Regions from separate parts of the Sus scrofa genome. Here region 1 is linked to region 2. A link is a contact called in public promoter capture Hi-C data. All regions are on one chromosome and are shown on one strand. The core of a region is the stretch at or near the end of the contact, and the rest is flanking DNA. Distances in the headings are between cores, read along the strand shown.

Region 1 (4,833 bases), core at 1,422-3,921, 120 kb before region 2:
AATTTGGGGCCTCTGATAAAATAACAGCAACCAATTGTCAAAGAAATTAGATGCAGGATACACAAAAAGCCTACTTACTAATCCTATTAGCATGTCCTTTTTCAATATCACCACTTTATTATGATGGAATGCTAAATTATATAAATATAGCTTCAGAAGGAAAGACGATTTAGAAACAAAGTTCGCTTAATTCTTCTTAAAAATGTGGAACATTTTAGCTTTAAAATATACTATTCAAAATACAATACAAAATTCTGTAATTAAAAAGATATTTTCTCAAAAAAAATATTATATCAAAAAAACTATTTACCTGCAATCTTTTTTTTTTTAAAAAGTCAGTATCTATAGGCAGAAGGAAAAATTCTAAAATAACTACATAATATAAAATTAGGTTTTTTTTAAATTCGGAAACATCTTAAAACTGTTGTACTATCAACTTCTGTATCAGCTTCCAGTGGTGTCAAGTGTATGATAAATAACACATCTCAAAAAAAAGAGAACTGATACTACAAGAACTATAAAATTATAAAATTTTATAATTTTAACAAGGGAACAGACTTAACAAATATTTTAATTTCCCTAACAACTAGCTGAAAAATTAGACTAAGGCTAAGTATCTTGGGCTGAAGAGTTAGACTAAGGCTAAGTATCTTGGGCCCAGATATCAGCTGAAACAATTTTTGGTAGTCTTTCTACCATTCTCTACCATAAATATTTAACCTTCACCTACTACATGGCAAGCCCAATAGGGAGACAACTACAAGATGTGGTCCCCTGTCTTCAAATAGCCTAGCATCAGTGAACACAGGTAGCATGAAGTAAGTGCTGATCTAGATCTAAAGTGAAAGGAAACACAAAGATAGGAAAGATGGCTTCAAAAAGCAGTGTCCAAAAAAACAAATGGGGTATGAAGTGAGTACTGAAGAGTGAAGAGGGTTTTGGTGTATACAGAGAAAGCAAGGTCATTCAGAGAATCAGAGACTCTTAATAGCGTCAAAAAAAAAACCCTGGCAGGTTTTCATCTAGCCTCTGCTTGGACCTTCCCACCGATGGGGAACCGAGGATTTGATCTCTTTGGGGAAAAAAAAAAAACCTTATTGGAAAATGTTTCTTAATGTTGGTATGAGATTTGTTTTCTTATCACATTTCCTTGGTCCAACCTTTACCCCCTGGAGCTTCTCAGACAAAAAGTCCTCTTCCATTTGAAAAGTCTGGGACTAATCTGAGCTTTGGCATACAGAGTTCCTCTCCACACCTACCCGCCCCCCCCAACACCCTCTGCTTATCCGATATCCTTTCTTAGTTTGTCTGATCATTGCTCAGGCCTCTTGGTGGCAGACACAAATTTCCCAGGCCCCCTCCAGCTAACTCAGGACTAGAAAGGTCACAGGCTCCTGAGGTAGAACTAATGAATTTCTGCTTTAATTTTCCAAAGAACTGTAATGACCTAACGTTTTGAATGTGAGCATGACGGTCAGAGACTTTACTTAATTTCTGTCTTTCCTGTCAATGTGGGTGGACGTGAATATTTTTCTGTCTTCGTTTCTCCATACAGTAATAAGTTCCACTTCCTGAACGACAGCAAGCTAGGACTCCCAAAAGCTCATGCCTCAACGGTGGAAGCATACACAATAATTAAGCTTCAGTAGCCTTCAGAAGCCTGGCCTGAAGAGATGACTGCATCATATGGCATGTTCTTTCAGATGTTTACTCTCAGAGGTGCTGTTTCTATTAGAATATCAACCTTTAAAAGATAGAGCCTTTATTTACCCACTCTGTAGCTAGGACAGTAACATGTAAGAGTTTAAAGAGAAGTAGAGGATAAAACATTTAGAAAAATAAAGAGGAACAATGAATGTCAGATCCTAAAAAACAAAAATTTGGAAGTAAAAATAAGTAATAAATAATTTAGAAGAAACAAAACAGTACTTTTTCAAAATTCAACATATTCTGTGGAAAATGCAAACTTTTGAGAATGTAAACCTGAGAGCACTGTAATTATCTTCATAGATTAATAAGGATCAAAGACTACTTTTTCAATTATGTTTCTAATCACTAATTCAAGTAACACAAATGTATACTTCTCTTGTTGCCACTAGATGGCGCCGACTTGCTTTCTCTATGGTAAACTAAGTCCCTTCCAGAAAGCTTTAAAGTCAATGCAGTTTTCAAATTAGATTTTAAATTCATTCTGGGACTTCTGAAAATGCTTTTATCTTGGAATTGAGAAACTGGAATTGTGAAGGACCATTCCAAACCTTCGTGTCTTTTTAAGGATAGGGTTCCACAGAGAGATTTAGGGATGTTGGTGTTCATTCTTTTATTATTTATTGAGTTCCTTGTCAGGAATTGTTTTAGAAACTTGGGATATAGTAGAGGGGTAAAAATTAGTCTTTAGCCTCATGAAGCATAGATTTTAGCGAGATGAAACAGTAAATAATGTATGTGCCAGACGATAAATGCTATGGAGAAAACTGAGAAGGGAGATACTAAATACTGCGGAAGGGGAGTCGCTTCGTTAAATGTGTTGGTCGAGGAAGGCTTCTCCAATACGATAAATTGACATCTGAGCAAAGACTTAAGAAGCCATGCTTTACATAAGAAGATCCTGGCATGGTGCCTGAGGCACTCTTGGCATATATTAGAGGAAGAGGAAGGAGGGCAACATGCCTGAGCACAGAGCATGGGGAGAGGGGTGGGAGATGAGGTCAGAGCTGTGGTACAGACCTGGATGGTGTAGGGCCTGTGGGCCACTTTAAAGACTTTGGTTTTTACTCTAAATGAATGGTAGAGCCCTTTGAGGATTTAGGGAGAAGGGGAAACATGACGTGAACTAGGTTTTAAATAAATAATTGAACTGCTGTGTTGAGAAAAGACAATGAGGCATAAGAGAAGAAGCTGGCTATCCGAATAATAATGGTGAGATGATAGAACTTGGACCTGGGTGGGAGCAGTGGGAGTAGTGAGAAGTGGTTACATTCTGAGGTATCTGAAGGAAAAACCATCAGGATTTGCTGAAGGATTAAAGGAGGGGTATGGGAGAAAGAGGAGTTGAGGCTAACTTCAAGGAGTTTGACCTCAGCAACGGGAAGAATTTTTAATAGGAAAGACTACTTCTATTCAAGAAAAGAAAAGAAAGGTGTCAGGAAGATGGGACTGGGGATTAAGAGTTCAGTTTGGGAACCACTGAGCTTGTGATACCTACTACATGCCACCCACATGGAGAAACGGAACCGCTGCTAACGGCTGAGGATCAAGCAGCTGAAAGAGGCATAATTCACATTGGTATCATAAGATAAGTAATAAATTTCTACTCTGAAATTTTTCCAGAAGATGGCAGTCAAGGGCTTGAGGAAAAGGTAGCTTTTTCTAATTAGCACAAAAATGCCTTTGGGGCTGAAAATGTGAGCGACTCATCTAGAGAGAAGTCTAAGCTAGAGATATATATTTGGAATTCATTACAGTTAGGCAAGGGAATGAGATCACTATGTGAGAATCTTAGATAAGGAAGAGGTCAGAGCACTGGCCCCTTGGTTTTCCAACGTTTAGCAGTCAGGAAATGGAAAGTAAGCTGGAGTGGTCGACAAGATAGGAGAAAAACCCAGAGAGAGGCGACTCAAAGTCATGGAAAGAGGATGTTTCATGAAAGGAGACTTTCTACTCCAACATGTCAGGTAAGAATGAGAACAAAGCATGGATCATAAAATTGGGCAACCTGAGGGACTTTCAGGATGCTGAAAAAGCACTGTTACAGTGGAGTGGGGTGGAATAGATATCAGAGAGAATGGGAGGAAAGGAAAAGGAGACTGGTTGTAGACAATTCCTTTAAGAAGTTGCATTGTAAAGGAGAGGAAAGAAGTGAGAGGGCATCAGGAGAGGGATATGAAGTCAAGAGAGGGTTTTATAAAGATGAGCAAACTAATAGCATGTTCACAGGCTGATGGTATTCATCCAGTCCTGAGGGAGAGCTGATGATGCACAAGTAAGAAGGGACACATGCTGAAATGATGTCTTCAGGAAAAGGAGATGGGAAGCACTGGAAAGGAACATTCCAGTTCATCAATGGAAACAGGAAGGAAACACAATAATGAATATTGATGGATGAGACAAACAGGTAGAACTGATGGTGGGGGAAGCATATGAAATTCATCAGGTGAAAATGGGGATTGATCCTATTTTCTAGTCATTTTAAATCTTTAAAAAATATTTCTTCTTGAGACAGACCATGATGGAAGATAATATAAGAAAGGGAGTGTGTGTGTGTGTGTGTGTGTGTGTGTGTGTGACAGAGAGGGACTGGGTCACTTTGATGTACAGCAGAAATTGGCACAACACTGTACTTCAACTGTAATAAAACGTTTTTAAATATATTTCTGCATGTATTCTCACTGGTTAAGCCCTACAAATAGTATTGTTTATACCACAAAATACATCACACACATACACATATACCCATAGAGTGATCTTAAATCAATGACCAAAGCATAACCATAGTAGGAATGTCAACTTGGGTCTAAACTATGTCCATTACTGGGAGTCAAACCTTCACACCTGCCCAGCATATCAGAAGGACTAATGGGGCAAGATCCACAAAATCCCTTTCGCTATGGATCTCAAAGGGCTTCCTGGGAAATAATACATTCTATAGGACAGAAAAATTCAGGGATAATCTAATCTTAGTTAACAGAAAGGAGCTTCCTCTAATATGTCCTCCTCCCAAATCCAGGGACTCAAAGGTCTATGTCCTCTTGTCACTAACAGTACAGGGATAATTGTCAGACCACATAGACTGCATTCCAATTAGAAAAGCATGGCAACCATAACCATACTTCA
Region 2 (4,718 bases), core at 843-3,342:
CAAAAGTACTCAAATGTCTATTAAAGCACCCTGTTAAATTCTCTGGAATTTAAAAACCCAAAAATACAATGTCATCAAACCTCACTATCCCTATGGATACCACTTTAAATTTAATGAATTTCATTGGCAATACATTAAAAAAGTAAAACCCTTGAGTATGTAACTGCTGTGTGAACATGTTTGAAATCACATATTCCTCTATCACTTCACCATAAGTCTATGATGACGAAGGCAAAATGCTTTATGATCCCTTTTTCATCATTCAAATTAATGATAAAAACCAAGCAAAGTGATTGTGACTTAGTCAAAGACATTAGCCAACTGTCAGCAATTTCACTCTTAATTAGGTTTCTTAGATTTCTAGTTAAAACAGAAAAAAAAAAAAAACCCTAAGAGTATCATCTGAGAGAGCATCATCTGAGAGAAAAGAATATACACTTTATGGATACTAGCATTCCAAAAGAAGATATGAATTATCTAAATCTTACACATCACCAAACCTTAACAACAACAACAAAAACCCAGCGACCTTCTGAATCCTAAATCACTAACCAGCCAAGTAAAAAGAGTGAAGTACAATCTCTGTATTGTACCCTCTCCAGCCCACTCTCTCAGCTGCTGTACATTTCTACCTGCTAACTACTAGGAAACAGATTTCAGCTTTCTTAATTCTTTCCGATGGGCTTTTCTTAACAAACGTGTGCACTCCTCAGGCAAGGCCATTAAGGTAAAAATCCCTCATGAATTGTTCAGTGGAAAAAACGCTGATTTCCAATTTAAAAAATTAATTATTTAGATTTTTCTGAATTAAGAGTGACTCAAAACACGTAACTGTAATTTTGATACAGCATGTTAACTTGAAGACTCGCAGGACAAATAAAAGCTAGCTTAGGTAACCGAAGATGATGCTGGGGGAGGGGGCGAAGAGAGTGCGAGAAGGATGCTGGCTGGTCCATTCCGAGATGATGCAGGAATGACATGGCACCTGGACAACACATGTCCACGTCTACACCCCCCACCCCCCGCCGAGTCTGTGCCTCGCTTTCTCTGACATATGCCTGGAGCTGTGGCTAGGTGCACATGCAAACACACAACCTTTTATTCTCCCACTCCCAAAGAGGAGAATGGTGGGGAAGCGTCGGCCCGTTAAAGCTTCACCACAACAAACGGTTCCTTTCTCCTCCCACCCCGCCTCCCCTGCTAGAGGCAGGCGACGACTGTCTCGAACAGTAGACAGCTGAGAGGAGCCGAGAAGCAGGGTGAGAAGGAAAGCATCTCCAAGGGGGGGGGGAGGAGGCGGGGGAATAAACCCCCAGCCTCTAGGAAAGGGGGTCGGGGAGGCTGACAGGAAAAGGAGGATGATGCTGAGCCGGGAAAACAGGAGAGGGGGACTGGGAAGCGCCCCGGGTGCGCTCTGCATCAGGGCTGCCCGACCGCCCGAGGCTGGCGCGCAACGCGCACGGGGCGGGGGAAGTCGATCTCAGGGCGGACCCCCTCCCCCGACTCTCCAACCGGAGGACCGGGAGGAAATGGCTTTGTATCACAGGATGAAAGGCAGACAGGAGGGCCACCAGGCGGGGAGGGACGGAGGATGCCCGGAGCTGGGACGACCCCGCCCGCCTCACGGACACCGCTGCTCAGCCCTCCTTTACGCCGCAGCCCGCAGTCTAACCTCCAGCTCCCGCCGCCTGTCCACGCTCCAACGGCCCGGAGCGGGGTCGCCCCCACCCCCCACGCCCTCACCTGCCCACGAAGTTCTCGAGCACTGAGCTCTTGCCGGCGCTCTGGCCGCCCACCACAGCGATCTGCGGCAGCTCCAGCAGGCAGCTCTGTCCCAGCGCTGAGAAGGCATCCTGCAGACGGTTCACCAGAGGAATCAGCTCCTCCATCTCTCGGTTCCCCATTGTGCCTGCGCCGACGGCTGCCCGCTAGTCCCTGCTCGCCTCTGCGACCTGGCGGGGAGCCCCGGCCGCACCGCCCTAGCTGCAGCTGCCGTGCTCCGTTCAGTCCGCCGGTTCCAGCTCAGACGTCGGATCCCGCCGCGGTCTGGCCTCTAGTGCGCTCCTGACAGCAACGGTCCCGAAACGCGCCTGCGCGGGCGAGTGGAGGCGTGGCCTGGCTCCAGCTCCGCCACCGCCCCGCCACGCTGCCTTCGGCGGCTGCTCGGACTTGAGCTTCCGAGCCCTACGTCCCAACCCGGCGGGCAGGCACTGCCTCCCAGCTGCGGCCAGATGCCACCGCCTCTGTCTTTTGTACCAAGACTCATAGGCTGAGTTAACAACACTTAGTCAGGAAACAACATGAAATCAGCAATAGTCGGCGGCGCTGTTCCCTTTCAACAGCTACGAAGCCAAAGTCCAGTGGAAAGCACGGCCACCAATAACAACTCAGCACTGTCGCAGTGGCAGCGGCAGTAAAAGCACCTCAGCTGCCACCAGCAGTGCACGGCCTCCGGAGTGCACCTCCCAAAAGGAAACACGCCTGTTCTCACGCCCACGCTCGGGGTTGCGGGCCGGATGGGGTCTAAATTCTTACATTTCAGGACCTGCGCAGTCTGACCTTACCTAATCATTTAACTTTACAAGCTTGGTCCTCCTAGCCCCGCCTATTGCCCCGCACCACACCTCCTCTTCAATCTACCAAACTCATTCTGTTCTTTGAAAATTCTCGTGCCATTTCTCCTCTTACTGAATCTCCCTCTACAGGCTCCATAACCATGTACTCTGCACTCATTCTCTTAGATTTAGCAAACCAAGAAATGACTGTATATCTGGTCCTGTGACTGGTGACGGAGAGACAAAGACTAAGTCATGCTTCTACGGGCCTCCTTAGAGGGATCCTCTTCAATACTCCTTAGTATGTAATTCACGGGCCTTTCTACCTACATGAGGGCTTCCCGGTTACTTTAACTATACATATGGCTAGAGACTACAGAATCTAAATTCCTTGCCCACCTCTCTTCTGGGCCTGGACTGAAATCCAGTTTGTGCTAGACCTCACTGCCTGAATGTCCCACAAGTACTTCTGACTTAATTTATGCAAAGCTGAACTCATCATTTTTAGCCTAAGCATTTAATACTATAAATTTCCCTCTGACCACAAAAAGACTTATAAAAATGTCCATAATAACCAGAAAACTAAGAACCCAAATGTCCATCAAAAGGTGAATGAACCAACAAGTATGATATGTGCATACAAAGGGGATCAGACTTCAATACAGCAACAACTCAGCTGAATCTCAGATGCATTACGTTGAATGAAAGAAGCCAGAAAAGTACATATTATATGATTCCATTTATATGAAGTTCTCAAACAGGCAAAACTATTCTATGGTGATAGAAGTCAGGGCAGTGGTTGCCCTTGAGGGATAGGGATCAACTGCAAGAGGCATGAGAGACCTTTTCAGAGGTGATGGAAATGTTCTCTATCTTGATTGGGGTGTTAGTATAGATTTACCAAAACACAGCAAACTAAACATATAAGATCTGTACATTTCACTGTAAATTATACCTCAACTTTAAAAAAAAGTACTAGAAGAGAAAGACAAAACAGAACACATAATCTTCTCCAAGGTAAGTGGACACCTATTGGAATATCTCCCTGCATGCTTTTTCCAAGAATCACTCCTCCAGCTACCATTTGGTTGAAGCCAGAGCTGTCATGACAATAAAACGCACTAGGGCAACTGTGCTATGGCCACAACCTGATGCACCAAGGGAGCACTGAGCCAAGCTGTATCAGTCAGAGCCCTATTTCCAAGGACTATGGAATTCATGGGGTTGGGGGGCAACCAGTCTTTGAAGGACAGAACTACAGATAAAGTGTAAAATCTGAAACTATGGTTAGTAATGTTTTCATCGACAGAAGGGAGACGCAAAGATCCTGGTCTTTAGAGAAAGAGAAAAATAAGAGAGAGGAACAAAGAGAAGTCCTAATATACTTGTGTCCTCATTCTACTTCATCTCTGAGGCTCAGCTACAATCCTGCCATGAGTTCCATGAATCAGCCTCCCCTCATAAACTTAAAATAAACCCCCTCTTTGCCTAACCTGATTCCATTTGTTTATTGTTTGACCTGTAATCAAAGAAAGAAGAGTCCCAATAAATACATCCTCCAGTGTGGCCCTTGCTCAGTAAGACTACCACCCAGTCCCAGTCCAGAATCTGGAAATCATTCTAACTCCCTTTTTCTCTTCCTCATCCCCTATCTCAGCTTGGTTCCCAAATCATTATAACCTACAAAATATAAGATAATAAATTTGTGTTGTTTTGATCCATGAAGTTTGTAGTAATTTGTTACAGCAGCCATAGAAAACTAGTAAAACTAATGATAAACTCCTTGACGGCAAGATCTGAATTTGTAATGTGTTCCAAGCATGCTATGGACTGAACTGTGTCTGCTTAAAATCCACATGTTGAAGCCCTAAACCCCAGTGTGGCCGTGTTTAAAGAAGCAAGGAAGATTAAATAAGACCATAACGGTGGAGCTTTGATCCTATAGGATTAGTGAAAAAGAAAATTTTGGAATGGTAAAAACATCCCCAGAAACAATAATTTAACCTATCAAAGAACAGTACATTTGAATATATGAATTCAGGGATTCTTTTTTTTTTTTTAATCAGGCACATTCCACATATTTCTCACAGTGCCTGACCCAGTGGTTAATAAATATGCATGAAGTAGAACTGAACGGAAATGTAAGCATTTGTCATGTTGTCC

Evidence for each region. Promoter capture Hi-C pulls out the DNA fragments that hold promoters and counts their contacts.
Region 1: a promoter capture Hi-C map of fetal liver shows a contact between it and region 2, with 3 times the contacts expected there. The contact joins the enhancer-like site here to the promoter of DNM3 in region 2. A contact is called at or near these places in 3 of 5 promoter capture datasets (fetal liver, liver and skeletal muscle), 10 of 47 Hi-C or Micro-C datasets (alveolar macrophages, brain, embryonic fibroblasts and 5 more) and 1 of 2 datasets of contacts at active chromatin or transcription factors (skeletal muscle).

Annotation. Positions count from the first base shown.
Region 1 is chr9:114,385,264-114,390,096 of Sscrofa11.1, reverse strand. The region is part of intron 2 of DNM3 (dynamin-3); the gene reads right to left. Among named protein-coding and RNA genes, the nearest start is that of DNM3, 120 kb to the right of the region's middle. Within about 2 kb of position 2,671, at least 4 of the 83 cell types and tissues checked have an H3K27ac peak or open chromatin away from gene starts, as enhancers often do. A contact at or near this core is called in fetal liver, where this site is marked.
Region 2 is chr9:114,260,158-114,264,875 of Sscrofa11.1, reverse strand. DNM3 (dynamin-3) reads right to left here and starts at 2,092. Exons shown (of 20, transcript XM_021063646.1): 1 at 1,744-2,092. The coding sequence starts at 1,904.